Linked DNA regions of Pan troglodytes: region 1 is linked to region 2. The links are chromatin contacts, called in public Hi-C maps. All regions are on one chromosome and are shown on one strand. The core of a region is the stretch at or near the end of the contact, and the rest is flanking DNA. Distances in the headings are between cores, read along the strand shown. Region 1 overlaps ARSB (arylsulfatase B). Region 2 holds the start of DMGDH (dimethylglycine dehydrogenase).

What was found. Hi-C and Micro-C count contacts between places; a contact is called where the count stands out from the background.
Region 1: a Hi-C map of induced pluripotent stem cells shows a contact between it and region 2, with 2.2 times the contacts expected there. The contact joins the enhancer-like site here to the promoter of DMGDH in region 2. A contact is called at or near these places in 3 of 7 Hi-C or Micro-C datasets (induced pluripotent stem cells and stem cell-derived neural progenitor cells).

Annotation. Positions count from the first base shown.
Region 1 is chr4:37,146,229-37,152,720 of NHGRI_mPanTro3-v2.0_pri, forward strand. All of the region lies in intron 5 of ARSB (arylsulfatase B), which reads left to right. Among named protein-coding and RNA genes, the nearest start is that of ARSB, 85 kb to the left of the region's middle. Within about 2 kb of position 3,318, at least 1 of the 24 cell types and tissues checked has an H3K27ac peak or open chromatin away from gene starts, as enhancers often do. A contact at or near this core is called in induced pluripotent stem cells, where this site is marked.
Region 2 is chr4:36,936,894-36,942,726 of NHGRI_mPanTro3-v2.0_pri, forward strand. It overlaps DMGDH (dimethylglycine dehydrogenase), which reads left to right and starts at 3,606. Exons shown (of 18, transcript XM_063811138.1): 1 at 3,606-3,694. It overlaps BHMT (betaine--homocysteine S-methyltransferase), which reads right to left and starts at 3,655. Exons shown (of 8, transcript XM_517686.8): 1 at 3,431-3,655. The coding sequence starts at 3,655.

The DNA of each region.
Region 1 (6,492 bases), core at 2,068-4,567, 210 kb after region 2:
TAATTAGGGAAGTATTTAGAATGCTGTCTCGAGGAATCACATCTTTTGTGCTGAGATATATCCCTGCTTGGGTTCTGAAATATACATGGAGTGGGCAGGCTTGGACTGTTTAAATGAAGCAGATTTTTTACATTCTTGTGACACTAGGAAGACTTTTCCTGAATGTAGGATTTTTTCTTTAACGCACCTCTCATCCAAATGGCAAAACATCCAGGATGGGTGCTTACTTGCAATGAGATCTCCCCAGCTGACCAGAGCTGTACTTTCTCCCACTGCTTATTCCCCCTCTGAAGTTACATCATCATTTTGCTTCCTGTTACACCATTATGGGTCTTATCTATTTTTATACATAAATATATTAAACAAAACTGTTGGTTTTAAGAAACTTTTGACCTATTCTAAGACCGATTCTCTGTTTTTCTATAAAAGTTTTATGGTTTTAGCTGTTACATTTAGGTCTTTGATCTATCTTCTTTTTCCTCATACAGTATTGTTTTTATTGAGATATAATTCATATACCATGAAATTCATCCTTTTAAAGTATACAGTTCACTGGTTTTTAGTATATTCACAAAGTTGTGCAATCATCACCATTGTCTAATTCTAGAACATTTTAAAAATTAAACATACAAGAAATTCTGTACCCCTTAGCAGTTGCTCCCAACTCCCTTTCCTCCCTCTGTCAATCACGTAATCTATGTTTTGTCCTTATGGATTTTACTAAGCTAGACATTTCATAAAAATGGAATCATACAATATATGGCTTTTTGTGTCTGGCTTCTTTTGTTTGGCATAATGTTTTAGATGTTCATCCATTTTGTAGCATAAATCAGTATTTCATTTCTTTTTGCTGATGCATAATATCCCTTTTATTGCTATACATTGCTGAAAATATACATTTTTAAAAATCCATTAATCAGTTAATGGATATTTGGGTTGTTCCTCCTTTTTTGGGCTATTATGAATAATGCTGCTATGACCATTCAGGTACCAATTTTTGTGTGGACATATATTTTTACTTCTGTTGGGTGTATACCTAGGTGTGGAATTGGTGGATCATGTGGTAAATCTATGTTTAACTTTATGAGGAACTGCTAAACTGTTTGCCATGGTTTGAAGGTATCTCCCAAAAGTTCATGTGTTGGAAACTGAATCCTTCTGTCCTCATGAATGGATTAATGAGGGTTTTGCCATCATGAATAGATTAATGTCACTGTCACAGGAATGGGTTCATTACATTGAGAGTGGCTTTGTTATAAAAGTGAGTTCTCTCAGTCTCTCTTGCTCTTGCCCTCTTATCATATGATGCCCTCTGTCATGTTATGACAGCACATGAAGGCCCTCACCTGGTGCCAGCACCATGTTCTTAGACTTCCCAGCCTCCAGAACCATGAGTTAAATAAACTTGTTTTCTATATAAATTAACCAGCCTATGGTATTCTGTTACAGCAACAGAAAACAAGACTAAGACACTGTTTTTCAAAGCAGCTGCATCATGTTACACTCCCACCAGCAATTTATGAGTGTTCCAGTTTCTCCACGTCCTTACCACCACTTGTCAATTGTCTGTCTTTTTTGTTATATAGTAATCCTATTGGGTATAAAGTGGTATCTTCTTATGGTTTTAGTTTGTGCCTCTTGGATGACTAATGTGGGACATCTTTTTGTGTATCTATTGACAATCTATTTTTGTGTATCTTCTTTAGAGAAATGTCTATTTAAATCCTTTGTCAATATTTTAATTTGGTTATCTTTTATTATTGAGTTGTAATATGATTCATCTTTAATTTTTATGTGTGTTATGAAGTAGGGTTTGTCAAGGTTTTGTTTGTTTTTTTTAACGTAGATATCAGAATACTCTAGCATTATTTTTTTTTGAAAAAACTATTTCCCTATAGGTTGGTTTGGCACCCTTGCTAAAAAGCAAATGACCATTTAAATGTGGTTGTTTTACTAGGCACTCCATTCCAGTTCCATGAAATCTTGATTACTGTAGCTTTATAGTAGTTCTTGAAATTGGATAGTATAATTCTTCTAACTCTGTTCTTCTATTTGAAAATTGATTGCAGTCTTGGGATAAATATCACTTTATCATCATGTTTGTGGTAGGCAGAGTAATCCCCCGTCTCCCTCCTGCCTCCAAACATGCCCTAAAGCCTGGAACCTGTGAATATGTTATGTTATATGACAAGGGGAATTAAGATTGCAGACCAAATTAAGGTTTCTGATAAACTGACCTGAAGATGAGGAGATTGTCCTGGATTATCTGGTTGGACCAGTGCAATCGGTGACCTTAAAAGTGGAAGACGGAGGCAGAAGAGGAGGTCGGGTAATATGATATGAAAAGGATTCAACCATCATCGATGACTTTTTTTTTTTTTTTTTCCTGAGACGGAGTCTTGCTCTGTCGCCAGGCTGGAGGGCAGTGGCGCGATCTCGGCTCACTGCAAGCTCTGCCTCCCAGGTCCCGGGTTCACACCATTCTCCTGCCTCAGCCTCCCAAGTAGCTGGCACTACAGGCGCCTGCTACCATGCCCAGCTAATTTTTTTGTATTTTTAGTAGAGACGGGCTTCACTGTGTTAGCCAGGATGGTCTCGATCTCCTGACCTCGTGATCTGCCTCCTTAGGCCTCCCAAAGTGCTGGGATTACAGGCGTGAGCTACCGTGCCCGCCCATTGCTGACTTTGAAGGTGAAGGAAGAGGGCATGAATCAAGGAATGCAGGATTTCAAAATGGTAGTATAGAAGCAAGCCAGCTTCAATCCCTCAATAGAAGACCAAAAACAAATATATAGCATTGAGATTTTCACCAGCAACAACCCAGAGTTCAAGTATGAGGATGAGACAGCCCCCAGGGCCACAGAGAAGTGGAAAAACCTTGAGCATATGATTGGAGAATCAGATTTCCACGTCTGCGAGTCCCCTCCCCTACATTCTTTCAGCACCAAGCATGTGGAAAATCTCCCTCAATTCTGTTTTTACACTGGAAAAAGTGAAATTGAGTGGTCAACCAGCTTCCTCACCTTCTTGGGTTCCGTAGCAGGAGTCCTGTCCCTGCCTTAACTCATGGGAAGCATTGTGAGTGCCTGTAGGGAGAAATATCTCTGAGGACAGGCTGCAACAAAGGTCAGAAGGTGAGACTACCATCCCCAACCCTGGAAACTCTGCTCTGTAACTCAGCCAAATGAGACACCAAATCAGAGTGGCTATTCAGCAGCACCACACTGTAGGAGGTACATTCCACAGGTTCCCATGGGCAGGAACCCCTAGCCAGTCTTCCCACACTGCTGACTAGGGGTTCCTGCCTAGGAGCCTGTAGAACATACCTGGGATAATCCCTTTGGTGACTCCCCTATTTGGGACAGGCAGCACTGCAACCATTTACTAGAGCCAAAGTGAACCTGGGCTTATAGCGCCACCTAGAGCCGAAAAGGAGGCAGCAACCTAGTTGCAAAGATTAAGCAAATGTATTCAATGAAAGACAAAACAAGCTGGACAGAGAAAACTAGAATCAATAATTAATCCTTCAATGCAAAGACATAGACATATACCCGCAAGTAACAACAGCAAACAGGGAACCACAGTCTCCCCAAAGGACAAAGCAAAAATCCAATGACTGACCCTAATGAGATGGCGACTATTAGCTTCTGACCAATAATTTAAAATAGCAGTTTTAAGGAAACTCAGATATCTCCAAGATAATACAGAAAAGCAGAAATTTATCAGAGAAATCTAACAAAGAGATTGAAATAATTTTTAAACATCAAACAGAAATCTTAGAACTGAGAAATACATTTGCCAAACTGAAGAACTCTTAAGAGGCTCTGAGCAGCAGAGTGAGCCAAGCAGAGGAAAGAATCTATGAGCTCAAAAACCAGCTGTGTGAAAATACACAATCAGAGAAGAAAAAAGAAATAAGAATAAAATGTAACAAAGACCACCTACAATATGTAAAAAATTACCTCAAAAGACCAAATCTAAGAATTACTGCTGTTGGTGTTCAAGAGAGAGTGGAGCGAGAGCAAGGGGTAGAAAGTTGATTCAAAAGGATAAGAACTGAAAACTTTCCAAAACTTGAGAAAGAGAAATATCCAGCTACAGAAAGGTCAGAGAACACCAAACAGATTTGACCCAAATAAGACTACTCCAAGGCATAGAAAAATCAAACTCTCAAAGGTCAAGGACAAAGAGAGGATCCTAAAAGCAGCAGAGAAAAGAAGCAAATGACACGTAAAGTAGCTCTAATTCATGTGGCAACAGATTACTCTAAGGAAACTAAACAGGCCAGGAGGGAGTGGAATGGCATTTTCAGATTGCTCAAAGAGAGACAAAAAAAGCCTGCCATCCAAGAATATTGTATCCAGCAAAATTATCATTCAAATATAAAGGAGAGATAAAATCTTTCCCAGACAAACAAAAGCTGAGAGAATTCACCACCACTAGATCCATCTTGCAAGAAATACTAAAGGCAGTTCTTCAGTCTGAAAGAAAAAAACGCTAATGTGCAAAAGAAAACTTTTCAAAGTATAAAACCTACAGGTAAAATTAAGTACCTGGACAAACTCAGAATACTCTCTTACTGTATTGCTGGTATGCAATCCACTCGTAACTCTAGTATGAAGCTCAAAAGACATGAGCCAAGGAGTGCAAACAGCCTCTAGAAGCTAGAAAGGCAAGGAAATGGATTTGCTAGAAAGGCAAGGAAATGGAACTTCCAGAAGGGAATGCAGCCCTCTCAACACCTTGACATTAGCCCAGTGAGACCTGCATCAGACTTGTACAGGCCTCAGCAGCTGAATGTATTGTACAGCCTGCAGAACTGTACAATAATAAGTGTGTATTGTTTAAGCTGCTAAGTGTGTGGTAATAGAAAACTAATGTATGTTTTTTATATAAAGCTAAATTTGATTTCCTAAATATTGTTAAAGATTTTTACACCTGTGTTCATTGTAGTTTTCTTTTTCTGTAATGTCTTTGTTTCATTTTGGTGTCAGAGTAATGCTGGCCTCATAGAATAAGTTGGGAAGTACAGGATTCCTATCTATTTTTTGAAAGAGTTTGTATAGAACTAGTATTATTCCTTTCTTAAATGTTTGGTAGAATTTGCCAAGGAAGGCATTTGGGCCTGAAATTTTCTTGGTGAGAAGGTTTTGTTTTGTTTTGTTTTGAGACAGAGCCTCACTCTGTCGCCCAGGCTGGAGTGCAGTGGCACAGTCTCGGCACTGCAACCTTTGCCTCCCGGGTTCAAGCGATTCTCCTGCCTCAGCCTCCTGAGTAGCTTGGATTATAGGCGCCTGCCACCACACCTGGCTAATTTTTGTATTTTTAGTAGAGCCGGGGTTTCTCCATGTTGGCCAGGCTGGTCTCGAACTCCTGGCCTCATGTGATCCACCCACCTCAGCCTCCCAAAGTGCTAGGATTACAGGCGTCAGCCACCGCACCCGGCCTGTGGGGAGGTTTTTAATTACTAATTTCAATGTCTTTAATGGATATAGGGTATGTAGGTTATCTATTTTTTCCTGAATGAACTTAGATTAATCATTTTTGAAGTCTTAGTTGCTAGAAAAAAATATTTAAAAATTGGTGAATTTTCTCATTAAAGCAGCTTTCTTTTAGTGCATTTTTGAATATAGTAAATATAAATATTTTATATTTATAGAATATATTTTAGATCTGAAAAATAATTATTATGAGAGTCCACATATTACAAAAATACAAATATTATATCTGAGTCCTTACTCACCAGGAGATCTGATTATAACTTGATTTCCCATACATTTATGCCACTCCCATGGGCCATAAACATGCCAGTCACTGTGATAAATTTGCTTTGTAAATCAATTAATTGACTTTGTGATTATATATATATATCATTTACAATGATTCTGCTTCTAAAAAATGGAACCTCTTTCCATGTGCTGTTAGAATTATTTATAAGCTTACAGAGGTTTAGGCCAGACCCCAAACTGTGTTAAATTCACAAGGTAATGAGTGCTAACCTGTGAAGCCTCTTGAAAGAGAGGTCACTACCTATCTCTGGCCATATGTCCCAATCCTGCCATTGTATAGGGCAGTGGTTTTTACTGAGAGTATTTTAGAAATTCACTTGAGTGTTACTGATAGTTAGTGAGTAGGGGGCTCAGGATGCAATGCCCGTAATAACCCCACACAGTGAGGAATTGTCCCAAGTCCTGTACAACTTACAAAATATCCTGCTGGTTAGTCATGAAGATTAAAAGCTTGTTTACAATTTTCTGAGACTAGAACCTAAGTCTAGTCTCTATGTTTTACACATAAACACAAAGTAATTTTTGTGTGATTTTAATATATAATTAATATTCTAATCTTTATCTTAGCATTTATCCCTGCTCTCTCTTTTTTTTTGTATTTCTACTATAGAATGGCCTTAAGTCCAAATTTATTTCGTCTATAACTGTATGCACTCATCTAACCACTTTGCTATGTCTTTTAGGGTTGAACCTGCGCATTTTC
Region 2 (5,833 bases), core at 2,356-4,855:
AAATTGTTAAAGAAGTTGAAATGGCATAGAATACTATTTTTTTTTTTTTTCTTAGAGACAGCATCTCACTATGTGCCCAGAGGAACTTGAACTCCTGGGCTCAGAAGATCCTCCAGTCTCACCCTCCCCAGCAGCCGAAACTACAGGCTCGTGCCACAGTGCCCAGCAATGCTATTAAGCCATTTTATTTTAAGACTGAAAAGGTGGCCAAATCACTCAAAGACTTCTATCTTTGGTGTTAAAATTCAGTTTCCACAACAGTAGCTATGCTATACAGTCCAGGTTATGAGTGTGCACATGCTGTACTCTATGATGAGAACAAGGAAGAGACAACTAAAGTATTTGTTGAATGATTTTTCAGGCCAATCTCCATACTTATTCCATTTACAATACTGTGCAGTAATCACCCTGGTGTTGTTCTATGGATAACTTTGGAATTAAGTATTTTGAAAGGGTTTTGTGAATTACAAAGTAATTCTCTAGCTTAATAGATTTTTTGTAATTTCAAAGAATCATAGACTTTAAAAATAAATAGTACTCAATTCAATTGAGATCTCTCTCTCATTTCACAAATGAGAAATTAAGACCCAGAGTCCCGGAGTAATTTATACATGGTTTTCCAGATGGGGAGCATAGGGCTTCCTGACTCTTTTATGCTTAAATAATATCTATATTTGATTTCAAATGGGATCAGGGGTGGTGGGACAGCCCTGAAAAAAACTGTATAGTGTAAAGGAATAACTTGGGACGTATTTACCCAGTGTGTTCCATTTACTACCAATAACAGTGGATAAAACAAAAGCTGACATAATAACAAGATTCCAGAAATCTGTGAGAGGCAGTCACAGGATTTTGCATCCCAATTCCTTGCCACCTTCTTAGAACCTCCCTCATTTTCATTCTCTTCGCCTCCACTGCCCCTTCCCATGCCATTTGGACAGCTGGTGCTTAGAGAGAGGAAACAACTGACATTTCACCAGACAGAAGCAAAGTGGTAGGATTATGCTGTGTGTTCCCTAATATACCTTTCAGATCAAAACATTTTCAAGCCATAATGTTGAAGCCTTGTTATCTTATGGGAGCCCATAAGATAACAAAGCACTACAAAAATATAAATGGCTCACACGTCATTTTGAAATCCAAATATTTGTCATGATTGCAATGTATCTAAATGTCACATCTGAAAACTACAACTTTGATTATGACCTAATTAACAACAACAATAATATATATATTTATACATATATATAAATATATATATACTACTGCCAGCACAGTTACATAAAAAACATAACAAGGGTCACTTAAATGAGATATGACTTGCTACTAACTTTTATTTGGATAAAATAATTCATGACATTTGGGCAGTTAGCAGCTCCCATTGAACGTGTGTGTTTTCAAATTTTAGTACCACAGCATTTTAATGTGCAGCATAGCTAAGGATCTGATGCTGAGTGGCAGGGTGGGTAGTGGCGATTCAATTACTATGTGGCTCATGCACTTATTGAGTGATTACCTCTGGAAATACGATCTTTTACATTCTATTGCATTTTAAAATTATCTAGACTTCAGGATTTTCTGTTCCCAAGCTAAACAGACTTTTTAAAAAGTGGAATGTGCTATGAAAAAAATATACTGTTTTGTGAAAAAGTATTACAAAACAGTATATGTAATATCAGCCCAATTTTGTCTAAGAAGTGCATATTTGCCTCAACAACAAACTAGCAGATTATACACCAGAATTTAACAGGCACTGTTCTTTGTGCTTTCCCTCGTTGTTTATAATGAACATGTGCAAACTTTGTAACATTTGTTTTAATTTTAAACTCAAATGTGTAGACATGTTATTGTCCATATATTGTTTTAACACTGACATATGCACGGAAACAAGTTACTAGGAAACTGTTTTTTCCATCTTACATTCATCTGTTGCTTAGATAATTCTACAAAGATAATTCTTTAAAATGTTAGATTTTCTGAGTTTGAGTTTGGGGAATAAGTTAGACTTACGTGGCTATGAGAATGGGGACAAACAAAAAATATCTATATCTATAGGAATCATCCTTCCCAGTCTCTGCGGACTATTCATTTAGTACATTTAGGGACTGGCGAAATTCTCACCCTCCTTTGACTGGTGATAGTCCATAGTCCTTTGCCATCTCAACACCCACTCATGCCATCAACATGCATCCACGATGCTGCATTTAGAATCTGTAACCGAATTGACCTTCTTCCTTGTGTAGAGGTCTTTTTGATTTGGGAGGCCATCCCTTTAGAAACTGGGCATACCTCAGCTGGTTCTCCAGCAGGCACTGGGATGAGAGCTGGACCTTTCTCACTGTCCTTACAGCCCAGAGGATACAGTTGGCCTGGCCCCATCTGCCTCCCTACCATTTTCCGGGGGCCTCTGTCATGCCAGGCCTGGGACTGGGCATTTGACCAAAAAGTCAAGTTTATTCTCTCCTCCCTCCATCCTTCTCTCTCTCTTCCCACCTGTCTAGTCTCATTCCACGGCAGTCAGTCCATCTATCCATCCGTTCCGCAAATTAGAGGAAGGCCTACCATCTGGACTGAAAATACCCCTCCCAACAAGCCACTGGGATAGCCAAGAGATGGACTTGTTCATCTGGAGCTGGAATTGGGTTTTACAATTTCATGAACAGCCCTTCCTCAGTATCTTACAGCCACTCTGCCCATTTTTTCTTAAACCATGTTTTCGAGGCTGACATTTCGGATGACATTTTTCTGTCATCACGGACATCAAATTGCCTGTGAAAATCTGCAATCACCCAACCAGCGCCTGGGCCTTGGGTGCAACGAGAACCCGGCGGGGAGGCGGCCCCGACACCCGCGGTGCAGGTCCAGGCGGGAAATGTCGGAGCCAGCGCCGCGCACTCCTCCCTGTTCTGGGCGCGCCGGGTGCAGAGGGCGCTCGCGGCGGCCTCGGCCTCGGACACAGATGCGGAGGAGCTCCGTGGGGACGGGATATTGCGCCTGCGGGGCTAGGAGCAGTATCTCTGGGGAGTTTTCTGGTCTTGGGGTGCCAGATTCAGAAGATATCGGAAGGCTCGGAGTTCTGGGGACACCCAGCCGTCAGGGAGGGCTCAGAGGGTGCCTTTGGGTCTGAGAGGCAAGGATCACATAGATCTGGGGCGCACTCTGGTCCAAGCTGCGCTGGGGCTGGAGGGGACAGAGGCGCTCTGGGGGCGCGCTCTGAACGTGGGGCAGGAGTGGGGAGGCTCAGAGGCGCCTTGGGGTCCTGCTGGAGAAGTTCTGGAAGCACATTCTGGTCTGAGGCTGAGGGAGGGGAGGGAGTAGGAGGATGATGGGTACCAGGCAGGGTCCGAGGGCCCCTCTGCGCTCCCAGAGGCTGAGATACAGAGCAGGTGGGAGGGGAAGGAGAGCGCCCTCGGGTCCCCTGGAGACTCACCTTCTTGGCCTTTTTGCCCCCAACAGGTGGCATCTTCGTGGTGTCCAGACAGGTGGTCGACACGGATGCGGACCGACTAGGCGAGCCTTCCCGCTGCGCAGCCCCGAACTGCTCCGAGTCCGCAGCCTGCCTCTTTATACCCGCAGTTGGGCGTGGGGAGGGCCTCCCAGCCACCGCGCGGGCCAACACGGACCTTGGGCGGGAACACGCCCACCAGCCCTTCATCAGGCCCGCCTCCTGTTGGGAACCTGGCCTGCCAAGGAGGTAATCCAGATTGTTCACCCAAATGGGTGGAACCACCGAAAAGTAAGATAAGAAAAAGCGAGGATGCCACTCGCTCAGATTTCAAACCTGCCTAGCGTCCCTTTTGCCTCTTGCACTTTTGCCCCGACCCTGACCGTCCTCTCGCTCACCTGGGATCATGCACCATGGCCCACTTAGGCTGCCAGAGAGGCCTCTGAGAAGTCCATTCGATGCTCAAATATTTGTCAAAGGCCAAGGCGTCAAGATTATGGAATTAGGGGATGAAGTCCTGGAAGATCTTCAGCCTGGAGTGTGATCTCCTGTGTGATATACATCCAGTATAACGGGACACAAATGCGGCTTTAGTAGAGGAGTCCAATACTAACCCTGAATTGGCGGGTATGTTCAAAATGACCTTCTACCCCTATACCCAAACATGCCTTGCAGTTTCTAATAACACAGTAGTTTCTAATAAGAATATGTTTGTAATATTTAACAAGGACAGACTTTTAACATTTATAAATGGAAGCAGAAATGTACTTTGAAGACTTCAAAATTCAGCATGAAAACGATATAAAAACATAGACATTAGAAGAACTGGAGGGAATAGAGATGTTAACAGTAGTTACCTATTGATGGCGGAATTAAGGCTTGTTTTATTTTATTCTTCATGTTTCACTGTATTTTCCAAAATATTTTTATAATGAGAATACATTGATTTTAAAATAATAAAAACATTACTTTAAAAAATGTACAGCATGGCCTGCACGGTGGCTCATGCCAGTAATCCTAGCACTTTGGGAGGGTGAGGCGGGTGGATCACCTGAAGTCAGGAGTTCGAGACCAGCCTGGCCAACAAGGTGAAACCCCGTCTCTGCTAAAAATACAAAAATTAGCCGGGCATGGTGGCAGGCGCCTGTAATCCCAGCTACTCGGGAGGCTGAGGCAGGAGAATCGCTTGAACCCTGGGGGCAGAGGTTGCAGTGAGCCGAGATTGCGCCATTGCACTCCAGCCTGGGCAAAAAGAGTGAAACTCTGTCTCAAAAGAAAAAAAAAATGTACAGCATGACAGTAAATAGCCTACAGAACAATGAAATATCTGAAACACAGTTCAGAAAATTTTACCCAAATAAAAGCATGTAAAAAAATTCTGTATGTGGACAAATAACCTCCATTTCAACACATGCAGAGAAGAAAGTTACTGTAACACCTGATGAATTAATACAAATTTAACTGCTAAAGTGACATGTGTTTGAAATACAACTGAGAAAGTAAAAATGTCCTTTTGCTTCTAAGTATGTCAAGTTTAAAATGGAAAAAGAAATGAAAAGGTGAAAGGATATACTGTTATTCAAATGATCTATTATTTCATTGGCTCCTCCACCCCCAACTGTGATCTGGGGTCAGCAAGAATGAGGCATGAGGTAAAGTCATTCTTCACAGTACCTAGATTAAAAAAAAAAACACCTTGAAGGCATTGGAGTATCCGAATAGGTAACAGTTTAGTTAGTTAATGCGTTAACTAGTTAAGGTATTCACCTGGTGAGAACTGGTGAGATGAACAGGTCTAGAGTGAGCCCCGCGGTGGCTGCAGGGAGCAGCCGCAGTCGTGGGTACCTGGCACTAGGAGGCGGTATAAGCACTCTAACACTCAATAAAGGCTGAAAGCCGACGTTCCCAATTTCAGTTTCCTCAAAATGTGGCAAAACTTGGGAGAAATTTTAACCTAGTAGCATTAAATTTAGAAGTGAATTATGAATTTTTAATAGGTAATATAGACACATGGCAAAAATTTTACTTTTTTTTCTTTATTTCTCCAAGAAAAAACATGGCAAAAAAAATTTAGAAGCCTTTCCCCAGCTGCTGTTGCAGATCAAGTCCCCTCCCTAGAGGTAACCACTATTGCCTGTTAACCGTTCTTCCAGAGGAATTTTATGCATACCTAAGTGTATAGATGTATATAAAAGGATTTGTACTCGAACGTAGGGAATTTTCGTTTTTTAAAAAAATTATCGACTCCCAGCTTTTCCAGAATGATTTATAGGTGCTGTCAAAATATTTTTGTTTTTTCTGGGCCTCTCAATTTGTTGTCCTAACTATCCCACGCCCCCACCCCCAATTAGGTCCATTTAAAAAATTATTCACTTATTTCCATAATAG